Regions from separate parts of the Hordeum vulgare genome. Here region 2 is linked to region 1. The links are chromatin contacts, called in public Hi-C maps. All regions are on one chromosome and are shown on one strand. The core of a region is the stretch at or near the end of the contact, and the rest is flanking DNA. Distances in the headings are between cores, read along the strand shown.

The links. Hi-C and Micro-C count contacts between places; a contact is called where the count stands out from the background.
Region 2: a contact with region 1 is called in a Hi-C map of seedling, with 4 times the contacts expected there. The contact joins the promoter of LOC123406045 here to the promoter of LOC123406222 in region 1. A contact is called at or near these places in 1 of 6 Hi-C or Micro-C datasets (seedling) and 1 of 1 datasets of contacts at active chromatin or transcription factors (embryo).

Annotation. Positions count from the first base shown.
Region 1 is chr6H:398,107,172-398,112,584 of MorexV3_pseudomolecules_assembly, reverse strand. LOC123406222 (hsp70-Hsp90 organizing protein) reads right to left here and starts at 3,116. Exons shown (of 7, transcript XM_045099710.1): 1 at 2,061-3,116; 2 at 371-659; 3 at 150-235. The coding sequence starts at 2,966.
Region 2 is chr6H:398,938,627-398,943,671 of MorexV3_pseudomolecules_assembly, reverse strand. It overlaps LOC123406045 (kinesin-like protein KIN-7C), which reads left to right and starts at 1,974. Exons shown (of 14, transcript XM_045099544.1): 1 at 1,974-2,253; 2 at 2,799-3,092; 3 at 3,490-3,579; 4 at 3,669-3,769; 5 at 3,858-3,971; 6 at 4,060-4,141; 7 at 4,231-4,298; 8 at 4,412-4,477; 9 at 4,555-4,679; 10 at 4,803-5,045. The coding sequence starts at 2,846.

The DNA of each region.
Region 1 (5,413 bases), core at 1,867-4,366:
AGTTGCAAAACTTGCAACCACCAAGATTTTTCTATCATCACACGGTCCAAGAGGTTCCATATATCAAAACAATGAAATAAACTTTTCCATCGCATCTACACTTAACCTACTAAAAAGAAAAATAACAGATAGGGACTGAAAAAGTTTACCCTAGCATCCTTCGGGTTCCTCCTGATAGCCTCATTGTAATGCTTTATTGCTTCTGGATACTTCTGCTGCTTGAACATCTCATTACCTATAAAACCATCAGATAAGGAAGCCTGCCATGAGCATAAAAAACAACACGAAAGACAAATCTGTAACTGATACTACCAGAAGAAGATAAAAGGAGTGCGGGAGACTAAAGAAGACAACACAATGCCACCCTTACCTTTCTCCCTCTCCTCATCAGCTATCTTTGGGTCATAATACTCTTGTTGCTCCAAATCTTTCTTTGCCTTCTCAGCCTCATTTAACCTTTTAAGAGTGTCTGGATTCCGGTGCTCAGTTAGAGCCTTCTGGAAAGTCTCAATGGCAATATCATAGTCCTTGGAGTTCTTAGCAAGTTTGGCCAGAGCAGTTCCTTTTCTTGTTAGTGCCCTAGCAACCATCTTGAAATCAGCACGAAGTTCCCTTCCCCTCTCCACAGCTTTATCACAGTCCGCAATGCACTCATCAAACTGGAGACAGGAAATGATAAGACTCCAATAAACAAGAAATAACATATATTACCAGGCTATCTTTAGTTGCAGAGAATAAGGAGAGGGTCCTAAGCATGATCTAAGTACACTAATCAGCTCTATGGATGGTCATAAATCTCTAATCATAACACTAGGCTCTTACTCCTCAAAGTAAACAAAAATGGCATGTTAAGGCAAAACACATCCAAGAGCACTGAGGTGCTTCTAAGAATCTTTTCCATCACTACATTGTAGAAATCCTTCACAGATTGATATTAAGAAATTGCAGCTTTCCCTGCAAGGGTCATATCTATATTTGGTGTTCACTTTGCAACTTTTATGGATATACAGTAGCCAGATACTGTCAAAGATTTTGCAACTGTATGGTTTTCTGCCATACAATTGTGGCATGCCACACCACCTTAACACTCTACCCAGATTCAAAGCGCAAGGGTGTGTCATTATATTCAAAATGGAAACAGAAAATTTCTATTAGTATGGCACCTGTACAATGTTAATTTGTATTACATTCACAGCTCCATCAAGCGGCAGGCGTCAAAGACCGCCTAAGCCATACCAGTATGCATTGTAGAACAGAACTACCTGTAGTAGACTATGGAGCTATTTGGTTCCCAGACAATCCCAAATATATTTTGTTCAGGCGCTCCACAGTTGCTGCTTTAACACCCTTAATTATCCACATGACACAAAAATCATAGATTCAGATTTTCTGTTACAAGTTGCCACAAGTGTGGGACTGAATTTGCAAACCACACTTTGCCCCAACATGGTTGTGGCAAATAATTTTGACCCAGACAATCCCAAATATTCTTGCCAAGCTTTGCTAGAAGTGTGGCAAGAAAAGTGTGGTAAGACTTGGAAGCATTACTTGGTTACCAAGACAGTATCATGCGGCACACTTCTGAGATATCTACTTAATTAAGGTTCTAAACCATGATATAGAAGCAATTAGAAAATTTCGGTAAAGAAGAACTGCGACCATCAATTATTCACAGCCCAGGAGAGACCAAGCTGACAAAATTTAATTCACCTTATTTTCCTAACACTATCAGTACCAATAAGTTATGGTAAGTTTAAGGCCTTGTTCAATTGTACTATTATTAGTCCCCAAAACCCCTTTGTACCTTAATACCTAGAAACCAGACCATCTTGCCTTGATGTTGATCAGTTTACCACATCAATCAAACCTCTAAGCCTCACAATTGCTAGTCGCCATATATGCAGCAAGCACCATGACCTAATTGCCCGATAGTCAAAACTACTGCTACGGTACTCCAATGCTTATAGCAACCAATCATATACAAACAGCAGGTGTGAACTGAAGATCAGATCCTCATATTAGCTTTTAATAAGGCATGGAATCTGTACAATAAACCTCACCTTCCCCATTTCGATGTACACCGCTGCTCGGTTAGTGAGGTAGGAGATGTCCTCGTCATCAAGTTCCATGGCCTTTGTGTAATGCTGGATCGCCGTCTCGAAGTCCTTCTTCTTGTACGATGCATTCCCTGCCTCCTTCTCCTTCAGAGCAGCAGCTTTCCTCTCCTTCTTCTCCTTGTCCTCATCAGACACCTCCATGGGCTCCGGCTGTGGCTCAGGCTCCATCTCCCTCGCCTTTGTCTCGGGCTGTTGCCTCTGCTGCTGCGGTGGTGGCTGCGACGGCGAGGAGGACTGCGGAAAATCGGAGTCCTGGGGCGTCTGGATCTTGATGTTAAGCATGAGGCTGAGCACCTGCATCATGCGCGGGTCGGATAGGAACATGTTGAGACTGCTGGGATCCCGCTGCACGTCCCGCAGCATCTGCATGAAATCCGGCTGGTCGAGGTAGGCGCGCGTAGCGGGGTCGGAAGCGATCTTGGTCCAGAGCTCGGGGCCCTGGAACATCTGGCCGATCGCGTCGGCGCCGCCAGAAGGCGGGCGCCGCGGCGGGGCGGCCGCAGCCTTCTTGGCGTCAGCGAGGCCGGCCTTGAGGCCCTCGTTGCTGGGATCGAGGGCGAGGCCCTTCTCGTAGGCGGCGGCGGCGCTGGCCGCGTCGCCGAGGCCGAGGTGTGCGGCGCCGAGGCGCGAGTAGCCCTTGGCCCAGTCGGGCTTGAGCTCGACGGTCTTCTCGGCGTCGGCGAGCGCGTCGGAGTAGCGGTGGATCGAGGCGAGCGCCGCCGAGCGGTTGGAGTAGAGCACGTGGTTGGCCGGGGCGAGCGCGATGGCGTCGGAGAAGTGCCCCGCCGCCTCCTCGAAGCGGCCGGCCGAGAAGGCCGCATTACCTTTGGCCTTCGCCTCGTCGGCCATGGCAGGCGGTCCGATCGGATCGGGGGCGGGCCGGGGAAGCTTCGAGAAGGCTTGGCGGCTGGGTGGAGGAGGACAAATCCTGGGGTTAGATGGGGATTAAGGCGGAGCAGCAGCAGCAGAGTTTTCTAAAAACCGGGGCCGGGCCGAGCTCGCTCAAGGGTTCCGGAACCTTCCCACGGGAATAAAATGCACCGTTGGTCCTTCAACTTGGTGGCAATGTCCACAACGGTCCTTGAAGTCACAAAGTGCCCCAAGACGGTCCTGCAACTTGCCAATACAGCTCGTAGCAAAAAAAAAAACTTGCCAATACAGCGACAATACGGTCCTCGAACTTGTAACACCGGTCCTGGCCTATGTATTCGCGTACGCAGGATGTACACAACAGCGTACTGCACTCACCACATCAGCAGGAGGCCACAGTCAGCTTCTTATTCTTCGTGGGGTACGTCAACATCGTTACGCTGACTTCTTGGAGTAGAATAATTCATCTGTTACATGGATGATACAAGATTGTAATAAACATAGGAACACCAAAACCCTAAACTTCTCGCGGCGCCGTAGGCGATTTAGGGTTTTGACTGTGGTACCGCTTTCTCGCCGGGGCGAGCGTTGTCCGCTGCAAGGGATCGTCGATGACTGCCCCCAATGTCGTCGATGTGGAAGCAGGGAACAGTGCAAGGGAGGGTCGAGACGCGAGGAAGAAACTAGAGGAAACTCTAGGCAAGTTGGACATCTTTGAGAAACATGCCACCCCTCTGGTGATCGACGATCGCGTCGAAGGAAAATCTACCAGATGGTTACTAGCTGGTAAAATCCTTCACCGAAGCCTATTTCATATCCAGACCATCACCAATGCCCTCCGTCCAGCATGGGGACCCACGTGGACTGAAGTTCAAATCAGTTAGATCAAACACGTTCGTAGCTGAATTTGAGACCCAGCGCGACAGAGATCGCGTTTGGAACGGATCGCCATGGCATATAAACAAGCATGTCGTGGTTCTTGCGGAGTTCAATGAATGCATGAGGACGGACGAACTTAAGTTTTCCCGACTCCAAGTGTGGGCGCGGGTAGTGAAGCAAGGGGCGGTGCAGGAGGGGTTGCAGTTCATCGACAAGCCTTCTAGAAGCTTGGTGCAAACCATACATGGGGGTCTCAAATCCCCTGATCGCTTAACCCTTCGCGTTGCGGGATGGTGTCCGCTTCGTTTCTCTTAGGGGTTTCTCTCATGTGTCCATGGAAGTGGATTGCCTAGAGTTGGTTAAACTCTGAAACACTCGTCACAATTCTCACTCAAACTGTGGCTCCTATCCTTCTAGAAATAGGAGAGCTCAATAACATTTTCTCTTCATTTAGCTTACTTCATGTTAATAGATCAGCTAATATTCTAGCTCATCTTTGTGTAAAACATGCTTGCACTTTGAATGTGACCGACAGCTAGCTCGATATAACCCCTAGCTTCCTTGTGACCAGTCTCTTGGCGGACAGTCCTGGGTTGACATTCATATGAAATAAAGCTCTCCAAGTTACCTGCAAAAAAAGCTTCTTCTTCTTCGTCCCCCCTAAAAAAGCTTTTTCTTCATGCTCCTCCTCTCCTCCAGCCCGCCGCATCGGGGACCAAGGCGGCCATGTCCTCCCCGTAGGTAGCCGCCTCCTCCGCTCCCGCGAGCGCCTCTTCCCCTTCCACACCAAGCACAAGGAAGAGGACTGCAACTTGGTGTTCGTGGGCGTCCGAGAGGGGAAAGCCGACGCGGTGGTGTCCGGGTGGATCTCGCGGGGAACACGACACGCGGTTGTGGCAGCACTGGTTCCCACCATAGATGACGCGGTAAGCAGCATGATGTGTGGCACACCAACCGGTGGTCGCCAACCATGTAGCGCTCGTCTTCCTTTCCACTAGGCACAACAGTAGGCACTCGCAAGCAGGGCTCTCTCGATGAATTAACTACATGGAATTTTGAGGGATTTTGGATCAGAACCTGTGTTTTGGGGAACTTCATGTTGGGTAATGTTGCATGGGAAACAAAAAGTTTCCTACCCTCACCAAGATCATTCTATGGAGATCAACATCTACGAGAGGGGAGGTGTATCTACATACCCTTGTAGATCGCTAAGCGAAAGTGTTGAGAAACGCGATTGATGTAGTCGAACGTCTTCGTGATCCAATCACGATCCGTCCCACGATCCAATCACGATCAAGTGCCGAACGAACGACACCTCCTCATTCAACACACATGCAGCTCGATGACGCATTCACCTCCTGGATCTAGCGAGTGGCGGTGAAGTAGAGGTTGAGTTCTCCGGCAACACGACGGCGTGGTGGCGGTGGTGGTGGACCGATCTCGGCAGGGCTTAGCCAAGCACTACCGTGGTCACGACGACAGAGAAATACTACGAGAGAGAGGAGGCATCATCGTGGTTTTTTCAGGTGTGGTTGCCCTTCCCCTTT
Region 2 (5,045 bases), core at 725-3,224, 830 kb before region 1:
TCGAGGAGCTTGGGTGCAGCTTATATAGAGTGCGACACGACGGGCCGAATGCCATTAGGAGGGTGAGTTAATGCTAATAACTTCGGAAGTTACTAGTAACAGCTGCTCTAAGTGCGGTGTTACTAGTAACGCCGATCTTCATTGTGCTTTATGTGGTAGTTTAAGTCTCTTGCCGTTGCAGTCTCTTTCTCATTGTGACTTTGCTTTAGTCCGAGTGTCGGAGCACGTCCGATTGATCGAAGGCGGTCCGAGTGACCCTGTGCATCCGAGGGAGAATCTGTTCGCCCGAGTGAGACCGAGACTGCGTCGATAGCTTTAAGAACATTGATGACTGTGTGGGACCCTAGGTGGGCCCTGAAATGCACGTCCATGGGTCTACCGCTAATGGACAAGCCCATCATGTCCAACAACATACATTATATTTTTGTTTTGTGGTACCGCATGACATTCAATTATATGTTACAATGTGGCAACGGATCACGAGACAGGGGAGTCATGGGTGAAGCAAGCATCGTCCCCCTTGATGGCGGTGGCACATCAACACCAACACGGAGGAAGGGGATCAAAACAGAGCGCGAAGTATGGTTTAAAGGAGAGAGGCTGTCATGGCTAAGATGAGATCGACATCATCTGTTTTTTTAGGAGCGGGCTCCAACACGAAATGTGTCGCTAAGGTGGGAAACAAAGTGAGAAGGGGAGGGTCCGGCAGGAAAAATCGCGGGATGGGGATTTTGTGTTGGGACTGCCTATTAACGATAACATGACGGATAATTTGGTCAACCACTTTTCTCCCCCGCATATGGCTGGATTTGAGGGAGCGCAAACTGTCGAGGTGGCTTGATTTTGAGTGGCCCGGTGGGCATCCATTTAATATCCAAACACACCCATATGTATGAGGGGGAAATGAGCTTTAATCTTGAAGGCAATTCTAATCATTTATTGTATTTATTTATATACACTACGAGGGAAATTTTACTAGTGAAGTATAATCGGATTAACAAAAAGGATGAGCTTTTTGTATGTCGTTAAAATAAACTAATTTTCGACTTACCTTAATAAATGGAAAAGTTCTTTTACGAGGGAAATAATATTCTCATTATTCAAGGGGGGACGAATGGATAAGTTGACTCCATAAAAGTATGCACTGCCGACACGGTTTTTCATTTTATTTTATGGCGGGAAGAAACTTCCAAGAAAAAGAACAATATTTTGGACAAACCTTAACAAATGGATAAAGTTGACTTCCGATATTCCCGCAATAAAAAGAAGAAGGCACCATATAGTAATACATCAACCATTGTCTAGAGTAAACCGATCGCGTTTAAAATAACGAGAGGCCAAATTATAGCCGTTGTTGAGGTGGTGTCGGCCGGAGCCGGAGCCGGAGCTGCACGTTCTCGACCAATACACGTTAGTGGTGAGCAGTTCTCCGATATTCACCGGCCACCGAAGAAGCCACACCTTCAGAAGCGGTCCACCGCTCACTACTACTACTCCGTCGAACGGCCAAGCATTTGAATTTGCTCGTCGCACTGTCCGTCTGCCCCCCGCACGAAATTTCCACGCCGCATTAACTTGCCGAGATAAATACACGGCACGTATACCATGGATGTTCCGTTCTTTACTTCCCCGGCATCCCTTGTCCCTTCCCTCGTACGTATCCGGTTCTGTGTGCGCTCAGATTTCGCCAAGCATACCATATTACCATCCGAGTGATTCATTACTCTTGGACTTGGTGCAGGTGAACCAGCACTACATTGTCATCACATTTCGGATCGATCTCGCCACCAGTAGCCACTTATTCGTACAATACGATGCCAGCATCAGCACGGGCGTACAAAACTTGTGAGTACGTGAAAAGCACTTAACTGAAACAATATAGAACGTAAAGGGCCTGCATGCAAAAGCGCCCACTAAGCAAGATCATTGAAAACGAGCCCTGCGAAAGAGGAGACAGAGGAATCCAAGCAACGGTCTCCTGGGGTTGGCAGAAAGAAAAAGAAAAAAAGGAAAGGAAAAAAAAGATCGAGCCACCGTCTCTTACACTCCTGACCCTTCTCTCCCCCCAAATCGATCGTCGTGGGGAGCAGTCGCACGCGGTGAGGCCGGCGCCACTCCCAGCCCCCCGACTCCAAAACCCCCCACTTCCCCGCGAATCCCCCACCTGAAATCGCCCCAGCCATGGCCGCCGCCGCCGTCCGGAGAAACGTCGCTTCCTCGCCCTCCGGAGCCGCCCGTCTTCGCCAAGCCTTGGTATAGTAACTTACCCGCTTTTCCTTTATTATGTTATTGCTTGAGCATTATTGGTCACCAGAGGAGAGGGGAGGAGAGCTGCTGTTGCGGCTGGTTGGTGGCGACGTCGATGTGAGCCTGCCAGGGCTACTGTTTTCGGTTGTTAGGGAGTGCTTAGGTCAGGCGATTGCTTCGCGCAGATCTGCTAATAACTACGAATTCCTCGGGAAGGAGGATGGTTAGCGTGACAGGGGCGCCATAGATTTGGGATAATCGGTGGTTCTCCGGTGGTGCCCGGCCATCGGACATGCTAACCACTGTCCTGAATCCTGATGATGCGCGTAATTACTGCTAGCGAAGGGTCCACATAAAAATGCTTGCCTTCTCCTCCACCCGCAGCAGCAGCGAGCTCGTCAACAGCCTTGCCCGGCACTCAAATCCACTGGGATAGGACAGATTCGTGCGTCCTGCCGTGTTGCCTTCTTGTCTGCTTCTTCTTTATTCCTGTACGTATCATATGTGCCTTGCTTCTTGGCTGTGGTCTTATAATGCTGCATTTCTGGCAGACGGTGTAGGGAGAGGTGAAGGAGGGGGCAGGTAAGTGTGGGAGCGAATGGGGGCGATTGGAGGCGACGAATCCGTGCAGTGGGACAAGATGAATGGAGCTGAGGTGGTGAACGGCGGTGGAAGTGGCGCAGGAAGCCTGGATAGGATACAGGTCTTGGTGAGGGTGAGACCTCTGAGTGACAAGGAGATTGCAAGGGGTGAGCCTGCGGAGTGGGAGTGCATCAATGACACCACCATCATGTTTCGGAGTACCTTCCCGGATCGACCCACAGCTCCAACCGCATACACATTTGGTCAGTGCACTGTGTTCTTCTCTTCTCATGCTTACATCTTTTGTGGTTTTTCATTGCGCTGGTCTTCAGTATGCTTAATTAGTTTTAGTACTGTTTTTTGGGAGCATTTTCATAACACCTGATGTAGAGTACTACAACGGCTCTCAGAAGCAACACTCAAACATCATATTTCCCTACACAATTTCATGTATACTTGATGTGTATATTATTACTGCATAGTGATCATGCCTTTATCTATTGTTGACTTATTGTTTAAATCATTTCAATGTGCTCAATTGCTCAATTGCTATGTAGGGATCTCAGGTGAGTTGGGGTTATTAGTTGGTAATACTCGTATAGTTTGGTTCCATTTTCCTAGTGTGCATCCTTGTTAAACATAAATCTCTTGTATTTGCAGACAGGGTATTTCATTCTGAGTGCAGTACGAAAGAAGTCTACCAGGAAGGGGTCAAGGAAGTTGCCCTCTCTGTAGTTGGTGGCATTAACTGTGAGTGCAAACTGCACAAAAGCTTATGAGTCCAAAATTGTGAAACATCATAGCGTTTGAACTAAATCAGAGTGTGTCTTCTCTCTCAGCAAGTGTTTTCGCGTATGGGCAAACAAGTAGTGGGAAAACATATACTATGACTGGAGTGACAGAGTGCACAGTAGCAGATATATATGATTATATTAACAAGGTGATCAACTCCCTACCAACCATAGCTTCCATGGCCAGGTTTTGGTCTCGATTGTTACAAAGTCCTCAAATCAGTGTTTCTTTTTCAGCATGAGGAGAGAGCATTTGTGTTGAAGTTCTCAGCAATTGAAATATATAATGAAGTTGTTAGGGATCTTCTGAGTGCAGAAAATACTCCTCTTAGACTTTGGGATGATGCAGAGGTAATAAGGTGCTCCTTCTCAGCATTGTTAACTTTGAGTAATGTTATGCTCATGTTTGCTAACCGGTTTATTGTTGTTTATTCTACAGAAAGGCACCTACGTGGAGAATCTTATGGAGGTTATATTAAGGGACTGGAACCACCTCAAGGGACTTATTTCTGTTTGCGAAGGTTTAATATTGCTTACTAATAGCAGCTTCCATTTTGTGGAAATTATGGTTATTGTATGTTCTCATTTGTGCTTTACGTGATTGTAATAGCTCAAAGGAGAACCGGGGAGACCTTCTTAAATGAAAAAAGCTCCAGATCCCATCAAATACTTAAATTGGTCTGTCCTTAACTTGATTATATTTACGAAATATGTATTTGATGTATATGTGGCCCATTTGTCATAGACGTGTGCATGTTTGCTGACCGTTTAATTTTCATCAACCAATTCAGACTGTTGAAAGTTCTGCTCGTGAATTCTTAGGAAAGGACAAGTCAACTACCCTTGTGGCTAGTGTGGTAAGGAAGACACCACAGTTTGTTTAGTTTATACAATTTGGAGAAAAACTGTAAGCAGCGCTATTCTTCCCATGCAGAACTTTGTTGATCTGGCAGGAAGTGAGCGTGCATCTCAGGCTATGTCAGCTGGCACAAGGCTGAAAGAAGGTTGCCACATTAATAAAAGTTTGCTTTCCCTTGGCACCGTCATTAGGAAGCTAAGGTAGCAAATTCAGCTCACATCGTTACTTTGCTTTGATTCTTCACATTATAAGAGTGATTACTTATGTAGTCATGGGATTATTTTGTTAGCTACTGACATTTCAGTTTTTTTTTCGTTATTCAGCATGGGTAGCAATGCACACATACCGTATAGAGATTCCAAGCTTACACGGATATTACAACCTTCTTTGGGAGGCAATGCAAGAACTGCGATTATTTGTACACTCAGCCCTGCGACAAGTCACATTGAGCAATCAAGAAATACACTGTTTTTCGGGAGTTGTGCAAAGGACGTAGTTACAAATGCTCAGGTTAATGTGGTCATGTCTGATAAAACACTAGTTAAGCATTTGCAAAAGGAAGTTGC